Regions from separate parts of the Ovis aries genome. Here region 2 is linked to region 1. Evidence: chromatin contacts called from public Hi-C data. All regions are on one chromosome and are shown on one strand. Each heading gives the region's core, a stretch centred on a gene start, on an enhancer-like site or on the middle of the called end of the contact. The rest is flanking DNA. Distances are from core to core; before and after follow the strand shown.

Evidence for each region. A called contact is a pair of places that touch in the nucleus more often than the background predicts.
Region 2: a Hi-C map of omental adipose tissue shows a contact between it and region 1, with 4 times the contacts expected there. The contact joins two enhancer-like sites. A contact is called at or near these places in 8 of 16 Hi-C or Micro-C datasets (hypothalamus, liver, mesenteric adipose tissue and 5 more).

What each region holds. Positions count from the first base shown.
Region 1 is chr21:8,257,461-8,263,983 of ARS-UI_Ramb_v3.0, forward strand. No RefSeq gene overlaps it. Among named protein-coding and RNA genes, the nearest start is that of TRNAS-GGA, 19 kb to the left of the region's middle. Within about 2 kb of position 5,046, at least 2 of the 54 cell types and tissues checked have an H3K27ac peak or open chromatin away from gene starts, as enhancers often do.
Region 2 is chr21:8,620,299-8,627,151 of ARS-UI_Ramb_v3.0, forward strand. All of the region lies in intron 8 of ME3 (malic enzyme 3), which reads left to right. Among named protein-coding and RNA genes, the nearest start is that of CCDC81, 79 kb to the right of the region's middle. Within about 2 kb of position 5,138, at least 10 of the 54 cell types and tissues checked have an H3K27ac peak or open chromatin away from gene starts, as enhancers often do.

The DNA.
Region 1 (6,523 bases), core at 3,796-6,295:
TTTGAAGGAAGGATTTCACCATCAGCATCAGTAGTGTGTCTTGATCACCACGGAGTGTCTGGGCCACTTTGCACACTGCACACTTTTCATTTCAAGATACTGTCTTTGGAGGTCCCCTGGGCAAATTAAAACATGTGTGGAAGGGACGAAATGAAAAACACCCAAAGCAACCTATTCAGTTCAGTCGCTCAGTCGGGTCTGACTCTGCGACCCCATGGACTGCAGCACGCCAGGCTTCCCTGTCCATCACCAACTCCCAGAGTTTACTCAAACTCATGTCCATCGAGTCAGTGATGCCATCCAACCATCTCATCCTCTGTCATCCCCTGCTGCTTTAAATCTTTCCCATCATCACGGTCTTTTCCAATTGAGTTTCAGCTTCAGCATCAGTCCTTCCAATGAATATTCAGGACTGATTTCCTTTAGGATTGACTGGTTGGATCTCCTTGCAGTCCAAAGGACTCTCAAGAGTCTTCTCCAACACTACAGTTCAAAAGCATCAATTCTTTGGTGCTCAGTTTCCTTCATGATCCAAATTATATATGCAGAGTACATCATGAGAAATGCTGGGCTGGAGGAAGCACAAGCTGGGATCAACATTGCCGGGAGAAATATCAATCACCTCGGATATGCAGATGACACCACCCTTATAGGAGAAAGTGAAGAAGAACTGAAGAGCCTCTTGATGAAAGTGAAAGACGAGAGTGAAAAAGTTGGCTTAAAGCTCAACATTCAGAAAACTAAGATCATGGCATCAGGTCCCATCACTTCTTGGGAAGTAGATGGGGAAATAGTAGAAACAATGGCTGACTTTATTTTTCTGGGCTCCACAATCGCTGGAGATGGTGATTACAACCATGAAATTAAAAGACGCTTACTTAAGAAAGTTATGACCAACCCAGACAGCATATTAAAAAGCAGAGACATTACTTTGCCAACAAAGGTCCATCTAGTCAAGGCTCTGATTTTTCCAGTGGTCATGTATGGATGTGAGAGTTGGACTATAAAGAAAGCTGAGCGCCAAAGAATTGATGCTTTTGAACTGTGGTGTTGGAAAAGACTCTTGAGAGTCCCTTGGACTGCAAGGAGATCCATCCAGTCCATCTTAAAGGAGATTAGTCCTGGGTGTTCATTGGAAGGACTGATGTTGAAGCTGAAACTCCAGTACTTTGGCCACCTGATGGGAAGAGCTGACTCATTTGAAAAGACCCTGATGTTGGTAAATATTGAAGGCACGAGAGAAGGGGACGACAGAGGATGAGACAGTTGGATGGCATCACCGACTCAGTGGACATAGGTTTGGGTGGACTCCGGGAGTTGGTGATGGACAGGCAGGCCTGGCGTGCGGCAATTTATGGGGTCGCAAAGCGTCGGACACGACTGAGTGAACTGAACTCAACTGAACTGAGAAATAGTCATAAGTCGAATAAACCACTAGGGGGCGACCCAAGAATGAGCAAACGTTAGGTCTGTTGGCCAGGGAAGGTTCTCTTACAGAGAAATTTTTCCTTTTTTTTTAGTAAATTTTTCAAAGCTTGAAGAAATACAAGATGGTTTAGTATGAATCTTCAAACCAAGGTGGTATTTCAAACTGTCATTTATTTGGGGAGATTTTTGTTTGACTTGGAGAGGAGAGGTCTTCCTAAATGTTCAGAAACATCTATTAACTATGAGTTATTACAAACAATACAATCAGAATTACAGTATATCTTTCTTCTTTTAAACTTTTTATTTTGTATTGGGGTATAGCCGATTAACAATGCTGTGATGGTTTCAGGTGAACAGTGCAGGGACTCAGCCATGCACATACATGCATCCATTCTCCCGCTGCGTCCCTGCCCATCCAGGCTGCCACTTAACACTGAGCAGAGTTTGAGGTGCTATACAGCAGATCCTTGTTGGTGGAATCACAGTGCATCTTAACTTGAATCCCTTCTCCAAGGCATTTCAGAAACTTCTGAATGTTGGCCATTTTAAATAGATTTTAATGAATGATACACACATAACTTGACAAGCATGTAAAAGATATCTGAAGTACTTCATCAGCATATAAATGAATAGACTCATGCATGATTTGTATCACACTTGTCTCGATGTTACAGGTTCTTAAGTATGTAACACAACTTTACAGATACGTGCACTTATTTTTTTTTTCAAGTGCTTCTTCTTTCCAGATAACTTGGTAAGGGCTAACCGGTTGCTCACAGGGATTAAATCGATGCTTCATCAAGATCAAGCATCTTTTGCTCTGTCATCAAGCCCCCAGCCCCACCCCAACCAGGAGCCACTGAGCTGTGACAGTCCCAGCAGTTCCCCAGCACCTGGCTGTAAGCATTAGTAAAACAGGAGCGTGGGCTCTGGAGGCAGACTGCTAGAATATGAATCCCAGCTTTAAGTGTGTGTTTTTGTCAAGTTAACTTCGATGAGCCTTGATTCTTCCATGTCTGACGTGGAGATAAAATCAAAGCCTCCTTTCATAAGTTTGTAGTGACAAGTAAATGAATTAATCTACGGGGAGCACTTAGAAAAATGTGTGCAAATGGCAGGTATTCAATAAATTTATGCATGAATGGCCTGATCCTTGCCTCAATCCAAAGTAAATTCTTCATAAGGACAAATTCATGAGGAAATTGTAAGATCCTGGTCCGGGTTTTCACTGGCTATAGAAAGTTAACAAGCCAATGGTAAACAGAGTTGAATGGTGAATACCTTTATAATTGAAACTCTGATTAATGTTTGGGTGTACCAGATAAGCCTCTTTGTCTCATCTCTACAATATGGTGATAATTAGTGGGCCAGAGACACAGAGCACTCTAATAAAAGTAAAGGGTTTGGCTCAAAAATGCTGGCCAGCCACTTAGAAAAGTTTCATCTGTGATCACAGAATTTCTTATTTTGTTTTTCAGCTTTTCCATTGTAACCATCTAAAGAGCTTAACCAGAGAAGGCAATGGCACCCCACTCCAGTGCTCTTGCCTGGAGAATCCCATGGGAGGAGCCTGGTGGGCTGCAGTCCACGGGGTCGAGAAGAGTCGGACACGACTGAGCAACTTCACTTTCACTTTTCACTTTCATGCATTGGAGAAGGAAATGGCAACCCACTCCAGTGTTCTTGCCTGGAGAATCCCAGGGACAGGGGAGCCTAGTGGGCTGCCGTCTATGGGGTCGCACAGAGTCGGACACGACTGAAGCCACTTGGCAGCAGCAGCAAAGAGCTTAACATTTGCCGAACTACCAACTTGACTCTCTAGCCAGACTGATAAAATTTCAAAAGAAAAGATTTTAAAAACGGCGTAGAAAACAAACACTATGCCAAGGGGCTATGGAGCTCCAGAGTCAAGAAAAACTTGATTCAACACACTATAGATTAAATAAATATCCAGGGAAACTGAAGCTCAAGTCAAAAATTTGATTAAAAAATCAAATCAGAAGACCCTCTCTTACTCTATAGAACTATCTTTTCAACAAAAATGAGCCATCTGAAAAATTACAGGTGAAAAGAAATCTGATCACAGTGTTAATGCCTGGATGTATGGGACTCGAGTGTAATCATTATAATGTTTTATCCTTTCACACAGTAGGTGAAAGCATAAATAATTGCATTTTCAAGTCAAATTGTTTTTTACGAGTGAACCTCCATAACATTTCACAATTTTGAGTCCTTAGATGAATGCAGATGAAGAGAACCTGGGACATTAACCACGGTGAAGAACTTAATGAGGCATACAGGAGCAGATGGAAAGCGAGCAGGGAGAATCGAATGAATGCTTCCTGACACATTTTCCCTATGAGGACAGAAAAAAAAAAAATGATGGCATTTCTAGGGAATCTTCCAAATCCGATCTAGCAAACATCCTGGAGTTGTTAAATATGTCACTTCAAGGACAATGTCCTTACGTCTAAGCAAGGCTTACCCACGAAGGATATTAGTCATGCTTGAGTTTATACTAGTTTACCAAACATGGCATTTTCCATCAGGGAACTGGATGTAGAGCAGTAGTTTAAAAAAAAATCCCAAGGGCTCCCCTGGGGGCTCAGTGGTAAAGAATCCACCCACCAGTGCAGGAGGCAGGGGTTAGATCCCTGATCTGGGAGGATCCCAAACGCCACGGAGCGACTAAGCCCGTGCGTGTGTGCTTGGTCGCTCAGCCGTGTCCGACCCTTTGCAACCACGGGGACCGTAGCCCGCCAGGCCTATCTGTCCATGGGCTGTCCCAGGCAAGAATGCTGGAGTGGGATGCCATTTCCTCCTCCAGGGGATCTTGCCAACCCCGGAATCGAACCCACATCTGTGGCTCCTGCACTGGCAGGTGGATTTCTCACCACTGAGCCACCTGGGAATCCCAACGAAGCCCGGGGGCCACCCCTCCTGAGCCTCTGCTCGAGAGCCTGGGAGCCACAGCTCCTGAGCCCGCGTGCCCTAGAGCCTATGCTCGGAACACGGGAGCCCATCGCGATGAGAAGCCAGCGCACCGCAGCTAGAGAGTGGCCCCCTCTCCAGAACTAGAGAAAAGCTGGTGCAGCAACGGAGGCCCAACACAGCCACAAATAAGTAAATAAAATTACTTTTAAAAATCCCAGAAAAGAAAGGCACTAACCAGGCAGGACAGTCTAACTCAACAATTTATTAAAACGTGAGCAGAATATTCAATTAGTTTAATTTACCAAGTGGCAATTCTGTTTCATGGACACCAAGACCTTCTTGTAGACAGGGTAATGACTGAGCCTCTCCTCTCTGGGGGGTGGAACAAGGGTCAGGACCATAGTGACCCCAAAAGGGGAAGACACAGGGACACCTCGAGACCAGGGCTGTGTCTTGTCTGTCTCTGCAGCTCCGAGGTCAGCACAGTTTCTGGCACCAAGAAGGGCTTCTTGCTGAATGAATAATTGAATGGCTGAATAACTGAAGAGATAGGAGAAGGGTGACCTGGGCCGCGGAGGAGGGCTTGCGCAGTGGGAGAGGCTTGGAAACACAGACACATTCCGTGCAACTTGCTGGAGGCCAGGCTGTGTGACTGGGGAGCAGAGGAGGACAGACTTGGCCAGTGTAGGGTGGATGGTACACCCAAGGCTGAGAAAACTAAACTTCATCCCCTAGTGGCCTGAGTCTAGTCAACAGGACACACAGTGGAGTGGCCTAACCAGACCTTTGCTTTAGAACATGCCTTGGGCAGCTGTCAGGGAGCTGTCAGTGAAGTTATGGTTTGGAGTCTGCCATGATGGTGCTTCCAAGGTGGCTCGATGGTGAGAGAACCCACCTGCCAAAGCAGAAGATGCGGGAGATGCAGGTTTGATCCCTGGGTCAGAAAGATCCTGTGGAGGAGGGCATGGCACCCACTCCAGTACTCTTGCCTGGAGAATCCCACGGGCAGAGGAGCCTGGCAGGCTATGGCCCACAGGGTCGCAAAGAGTTGGACACAAGTGAGCGTGTGCATGCATACACACACACACACACACACACACACACACACACACGTGGTGGTTTAAAGAAGAGAGGGTAGGGACCAGAATCAGAGCAGAGGCAGAGGAGCTGGAGAGAAGGTGATGGCTGGCCTGACTACACGAGAGACGTGGGAGAGGACGAAGTCTCTGGGCCACAGCCCAAGTCATAACTGACACCCATGCGTTTTCTTGTGTTAGAGCCTGGGCCAGACAACGGAAGACCCAGCGAACCATAGGAGTCAGCCCTGCTCTCACAAGGCTCATCAGGCAGTAGGAGACAGATGCATGATTAACAACAGCAATGTGATACATCCTAGAACAGGATAGAATATGTTTAAGATACCATGAGAGTCCTATTTTATTTGGCATGGCCAAATAAAATAAAAAAGTGACTAATATCATTAGTTCAGTCATTCACTTGGAAAACATTATTTACTGAGAAACTGTGTGCCAGCCAGTGATCTAAGTGTGGGGATATAACAGACAAAATTCCCAGCCTTCATGAAGTTATATTCCAGTGGACAAACAAGAGAAATAAACAACATGGAGTATGAGAAATACTGGTTGGTGCTAAGCAGAGACAATAAGGCAGGGAAGGGAGGTACGACCTGTTCAAGGCAGGGGCTGGGTTGATCTTTTCGAGCAGAGGACCCCACCTCTGGGATCCAATGCCTGATGGCCTAAGATGAAGCTGATGGAACGATAGGAATAAAGGGCACAATAAATGCAATGTGCCTGAGTCATCTGGAAACCACCCTCCCCCCACCCCTGCCCCCAGCCCGTGGAAAATCTGTCTCACACGAAACCAGTCTTGGTGCCAAAAAGGTTGGGGACAGTGGTATCAGATGGTCAGGGAAGGGCTTTCCGGGAAGATGGCTCAGAGTATGGCAGGGCTGAGCCGCACTTCCCACGGCTGCTGACCCGGTTCCATCCCAGCGCTCTGTTTATTTCATTTTCTGAGACTCTCCTCATTCTCTTGGACTTGCTTCACTGCAGTGATTTGACAGTTCCCGAAACTGTCCTCACTCTTTACAGAGGAGAGTGCCTTAGTCCTTTTAAAGTCTGAAGATGAGGGACAGTTT
Region 2 (6,853 bases), core at 3,888-6,387, 360 kb after region 1:
CCGTGCACTGCCGCTCAAGGGTGGCCCCCGCTCCCCACAACCAGAAAAGGCCCGCGCACTGCCGCTCAAGAGTGGCTCCCGCTCCCCGCAACCAGAAAAAGCCCGCGCACTGCAGCTCGAGTAGCCCCCGCTCCCTGCAACCAGAGAAAGCCCGCGCACTGCCGCTCAAGGGTAGCCCCTGCTCTCCGCAACCAGAAAAGGCCCACGCACTGCCGCTCAAGGGTGGCCCCCGCTCCCCGCAACCAGAAAAAGCCCGAGCACTGCAACAAAGACCCAACGAGCAAAAAAACCCAAAATGTGAGTACACACGCAGGATGCCGGAAGAGCAGGTGTCCAGAGAGGAGCCCGGAAAGGAAACGCTGGGGCATGCTGACCCCACCCCTAGCCTGTCACCACTCCATCCCCAGGTCGGGGACAGGCATTGGTGGTGCCAGCCCGGCCTCCCCTGGACAAGCGGGGCGCTGTGCAGACACGGCGCAGTCCGGAAACAGTGGTCCCCTCGCTGCTGGCCCAGCAGGTAGGGCGTGCCTGCAGCCCTGGAGGAAACACCTGCCTGCCAGCTCCTGACCGGCTCCCAGGTCACACCCTCGCCCAAGAGTTGGCAGCAGGACAGCCATCATCCTCCTGAGCCCCTGGCTGCCCAGGCCGGAGGGTGGAAGTGGAACACAAGCCATCATGGGCAAGTGCAGCTGGGGAAGCTGGCTCCAGGTGTGCAGACACACACAGAGCTTTAGGTTCCAAGAGGGTTTTCCGTCCACACAGCCTCACAGCTCCCTTGGCTCACCCGCCTTCCGTCTGCAGGGCGAACGGACATCGTTGTCCACGGCACTGGTGAGTGTGTTGCTCCAGGTCCCGCAGCCTGACATAAAGCCAGGACTGTGCTGTGTGCGCAGTTGCTCAGTTGTGTCCGACTCTGCGACCCCGTGGACTGTAGCCCTCCAGGTTCCTCTTTCCATGGAATCCTCCAGGCCAGAATACTGGAGTGGGTAGCCACTTCCTTCTGCAGGGGATCTTCCTGACCCTGGGATCCAACCCTGGCCTGTTACATTACAGGAAGATCCTTTACCACCTGAGCCAATATAGTCCCTCTTTTTTGGATTTCCTTCCCTAGATCACCATAAAGCATTGACTAGAGCTCCCTGTGCATTCAGCAGGTGCATGCATGCATGCTAAGTCGCTTCAGTTGTATCTGACTCTTTGTGACGCCATGGACTGCAGCCCACCAGGCTCCTCTGTCCATGGGATTCTCCAGGCAAATATACTGGAGTAGGTTGCCGTGTCCTCCCCCAGGGGATCTTCCCGACGCAGGTATGGAACCCACGTCTCTTTTATCTCCTGCATTGGCAGGTGGGTTCTTTAACACTAGTGCCACTTGGGAAGCCCATCCGGTAGGTAGAACCTAATTATTTCTCACCCAGAATTCTGCACTGTCTCTCCAAGCAGTCAGGCTGCCTGTGCCCCCGTGGGTGAGGTGGAAAGCCTCTTTGCCAAGGATTACGTTCCAAACCCCACATCAGTGTGGTTGTCACTGCTCTCTTCACCTCCTCCATCCACTCTTTTTGAGGCTCACAGTCCCCACACCCCAGCAGGGGGCCTGGGGAAAGGGAAGGGCTCACTCAGTCACCAGCTGGGGAGTGATGGGCCAGGACCGGAAGCCTGTGCTGTGCACTCTCACTGCTGAATGGGCAGTTAGAGACTAGTGAGGAGTCCAGGGCTAATGGGACAACGTGGAAGAATTGACCCCCTTTCCTTGCAAATAAAAAGCAAAAAGAAACCTCTAACTACATCAGTTCAGTTCACTCGCTCAGTCACGTCCAACTCTTTGCGACCCCATGGACTGCAGCACGCCAGGCCTCCCGGTCCATCACCAACTCCCGGAGTTTACCCAAACCCATGTCCATTGAGTTGGTGATGCCATCCAACCATCTCATCCTCTGTCGTCCCCTTCTCCTCCCACCTTCAATCTTTCCCAGCATCAGGGTCTTTTCCAATGAGTCAGTTCTTCGCATCAGGTGGCCAAAGTATTGGAGTTTCAGCTTCAGCATCAGTCCTTCCAATGAACACCCAGGACCGATCTCCTTTAGGATAGACTGGTTGCATCTCCTTGCAGTCCAAGGGACTCTCGAGAGTCTTCTCCAACACCACAGTTGAAAAGCATCTATTCAAAAATAGAAAGGGTGCCTGCGTGCACAGAATTGGAGAGGGTTGGGAGAAAGTGGGGAGGGAGGATGGGAGGAATCCCCGTGGTAAACCAACACCACAGCCGTATCCCATGTGGTCACTGGGGACAGGCCCCTAGCAGGATGCGTGGTCAGAATCTTCTGAATCCCATAAAGGCGGGGGCTGGAACCAGGCTGCCCATGTGAAATTGAGAAGTGGAATGTTTTCTGCCACATCAGTAAACAAGGATGTCACAGTCATTAGCAAATGCAGCAGCAGTCCTCCAGGGTCAACTGGTGAGCCCTAAGGGCACTCAGGGGGAGAAGGAAACAGCAACTCACTCCAGTGTTCTTGCCTGGAGAATCCCAGGGACGGAGGAACCTGGTGGGCTGCCGTCTATGGGGTTGCACAGAGTTGGACATGACTGAAGCGTCTTAGCAGCAGCAGCAGCCAAGGGCACTCAGGAATGAGAAGGCTACTCTCGCAGCCGTCAGACTGCAGCACTCCCTACAGTGAGCTCAAGGGAGCTCAGGATGTGGAAAAACGCGGGATCCTGGCCCCACAGCTGAGATACGTGTGACAGGAATGGCTTCAAGGAGCCCAGACTCTTACACCTTTCCATACACAGGAAAGTGCTAAATTCCTTAACCTGAGATACCTGGTTTTCTTTCTTTTTTTTTTAAATTTATTAACTTATTTATTTTACTTTACAATGTTGTATTAGTTTTGCCATACATTGACTTGAATCTGCCATGGGTGTACACGTGTTCCCCATCCTGAACTCCCCTCCCACCTCTCTCTGCATCCCATCCCTCAGGGTCATCCCAGCGCACCAGCCCCAAGCATCCTGTCTCATGCATCGAACCTGGACTGGTGATCCATTTCACATATGATAATATACATGTTTCAATGCCATTCTCCCAAATCATCCCACCCTCACCCTCTCCCGCAGAGTCTAAAAGACTGTTCTATACATCTGTGTCTCTTTTGCTGTCTCGCACACAGGGTTATTATTACCACCTTTCTAAATTCCATATATATGCATTAGTACACTGTATTGGTGTTTTTCTTTCTGGCTTACTTCACTCTGTATAATAGGCTCCAGTTTCATCCACCTCATTAGAACTGATTCAAATGTATTCTTCTTAATGGCTGGGCAATACTCCATTGTGTATATGTACCACAGCTTTCTTATCCATTCATCTGCTGATGGACATCTAGGTTGCTTCCATTCCTGGCTATTATAAATAGTGCTGCGATGAACATTGGGGTACACGTGTCTTTTTCAATTCTGGTTTCCTTGGTGTGTATGCCCAGCAGTGGGATTGCTGGGTCATATGGCAGTTCTATTTCCAGTTTTTTAAGGACTCTCCACACTGTTCTCCATAGTGGCTGTACTAGTTTGCATTCGTAAGACCAGAAACTATTAAACTCCTAGAGGAAAACATAGGCAAAACACTCTCTGACATAAACCACAACAGGATCCTCTATGACCCACCTCCCAGAATATCGGAAATAAAAGCAAAAATAAATAAATGAGACCTAATTAAAATTAAAAGCTTCTGCACAACAAAGGAAACTATAAGCAAGGTGAAAAGACAGCCTTCAGAATGGGAGAGAATAATAGCAAGCGAAGCAACGGACAAAGAATTAATCTCAAAAATATACAAGCAACTCCTGAAGCTCAATTCCAGAAAAATAAAAGACCCAGTCAAAAAGTGGGGCAAAGAACTAAACAGACATTTCTCCAAAGAAGACATACAGATGGCTAACAAATGCATGAAAACATGCTCAACATCACTCATTATCAGAAATGCAAATCAAAACCACAATGAGGTACCATTTCACACCAGTCAGAATGGCTGCTATCCAAAAGTCTACAAGTGATAAATGCTGGAGAGGCTGTGGAGAAAAGGGAACCCTGGTTTTCTTGAATTCACAAAAATACTTTTGACGTTCAGATTACCTCCCCTTTGTTGCAAATTTCTAGGTAACCTGGCTCCTCTCCCCCTCTGACCCCTCACTCCTCAGAGAACTCCTCAGAGCAGTTCTCTCAGGGATAGTTGAGTGAGATGCTGTCTTCCCAGGCTTGAAGTCCTAAAAATTCCCATCAGATAAAACCTGACTCCCAACTTTTAAGTCGTGAATATTTTTTTAAGTCAACAAAAGGAACAGCAGCTCAGCCTCACGTCCTCCGTGGAATAAGAAAAGATATGAGTAAAGGCCATAGGGTCCACCCTCCAGGAGGGCAGGGCCATGCTTGGTGCTGAGCAGAAGATTCGAGCCATCTCCTAGCCAGTCCTCTGCTCCACCCTCCTGGGAGTCACCAAGCCCACGTGGCCAACCCCACGGCGGGGCATCTGGAGCCCCAGCACTGGAGGGTCAAGGGCCCCCCAGGGCTGCATGTCTGCTCCAGCCTGCTCCCGCTCAGGCTGGTGGAAGGCCTCCTCCAGCCAGGCTGGTTCTCAGCAAGCAGGGCGCTCGGGCTGGTGGAAGGCCTCCTCCCACCGGGCTGGTTCTCAGCAAGCACGGCCTCCCCAGCATTGACTCATTCGCTGGCAGCCTCGTCAGGAATTTCTGGAAAAGGCAGAGGCTCAGGTGACTTTTGTTGTTTCAGCTGGGATCAGAGAAGCGTCCCTACTCCTAGCAGAGGACAGAGACCTGGAAGGAGAAAAGCGATAGGAATGGTCACGCCCGGGGGACTCACCAGCTGTGTCCTTCCCAAGAAGCCAGCTCCAGGAGGCTGCTGGCCTGGTGAGCGCGGGCTCCAGGCCCCATGGCTGGCTGCCCGCATGGACCCAGGAAAGCTGGCTGGCTTGTCAGCTCCAGAAAGTACCCCCGCCCCGCCAGGCCTCCTTGGACCTTCCTTGCCCTCAAGACCTGCCTCGTTCCTGAGAGCAGACGGCAGCTCAGGGGGCCTGCAGTGTGTGCCAGGCCACTGTCAGCCCTCATGCTTTCAAATTTTCATCTGTGAGCCCGGGTGCTTAACCGTCAGATGCTGGATTCAGACAAGCCTGGGTCTGCCGTCAGATGCTCTACCCCTGAGCTGTATTTCCAAGACAAGCCTAGGTCAAAATCCCCAACTTTGGGATTTCTGCTTTGGGACTTTGGCCAAGTGGCTTAACTCCTCACAGTCTTCTTTTCCTTACCTGTAAGAGGAACATGATCGTATTGACAGTCACGAAAGGCACTCAGCCAGTACTGCCAGAAAGACCAGGATGCTTTGCTAAGGTGAGCATCAGTCCTGGCTGGACATACACTCTGCCGATCCGCTGTTAAATGTTCCCACTGCCACTCCCTCTGTTTATGGCACCCAGGTTATCGTAAGGGCTGTAGTGATGTAGAGGCAGGAACAGGCATGTAACCGGAGACGGTTCCGGTACCAAGTACTGAAACGCCTGGTGCACCGCAGGCTCGCAACACATAAGGGTGGGAGGGAGGGAGGGTTGAAACAGAGCGGCTTTGATGGGAGCGGGGTGAGGACCAGTGTGAGCGCAGGACAGGGGGAGCTGAGAAGCGAGGCGGGTTCCACCTCACCTCTCTCCACTCTCCGCACCCACCCTGTTTCTGCAGCCCACTGAATTCTTCAGTTCCATGGGTTTTATGCCCGCTCTTCAATTCTGAATGTGCTGGTCCCTCTGCCTGGAACTCTTTTCTGCTCTTGGCCAATTTCTCTTTGTCCTTAAGACTCAAACCTCAGCGCCGCCCCCCACCAGGATACCCCACCCAGGGCCAAACCTGTTCCACAGCCCCCAAGATGACCCCACCCTTCACCAGGAGCCCAGGAGTGACATTGGGCAATGGTCACCCACTTGGCACAATATTGCAAAATACCCCGGACTCAGGTGCGGGGACGGAGGGAAAGGGGCAGAGCGGGAAGAACGGCCCAGCTCTGACGTCCGTCCAGCTGCTCTGCCCTGTTTCCAGGACACTGGGGGGCTGTTTCCAGCTCTCAGGGGTCTGCTGCCTCTCCCCCTACTGAAAATCACTCAGTCGTGTCCGACTCTTTGCAACCCTATGGGCTGTAGCCCACCAGGCTCCTCTGTCCATGGAATTCTCCAGGCCAGAATACTGGAGTGGGTAGCCTTTCCCTTCTCCAGGGGATCTTCCCAACCCAGGGATCAAACCCAGCTCTCCCGCACTGCAGGCGGATTCTTTACCATCTGAGCCACCAGAAGGTGACCAGCCCACTTGTGAAAGTGGGCCCAACCTTATTCAAGAGGCCTCCCAGTGCCCCGGCTCCAAGCCTCCAGGCCCCTTGGCCACACTCTGGCAGAGCCCAACTCCCTGTCCTCATTGCCCAAGATGGCAGCCTCATCTCACCTGAGACATAGCCAGTTCTTCCCCTTTTCTCTGATAACCCATGGTTTAGGATAGAACCTTCTTCAACTTTGTCAAAAGTGACAATTAATTAAAAATTAAAAATAAATAAAATTTAAAAGTGACTGTTAAAAGCCCAATAGCAACTACATTTTCAGCTTGTCCTTCTATGCTGTTTTCTGTACCTACAACCTCTAGTACTCAGTTTGCGGGAAGTGCAATTATGGAAAGCTCCCTCTGAAAAGGAAAATTTGTTTTTCTTTCATCATGAACAAGGAACAAACAACCATGCCTTCAGCTGCCCGTGGCGTGTGTGGGTGCAAGCGATGTTACCCTGGACCCCCGGGCTTCTCTAGGTGATTGATTCCAGAAA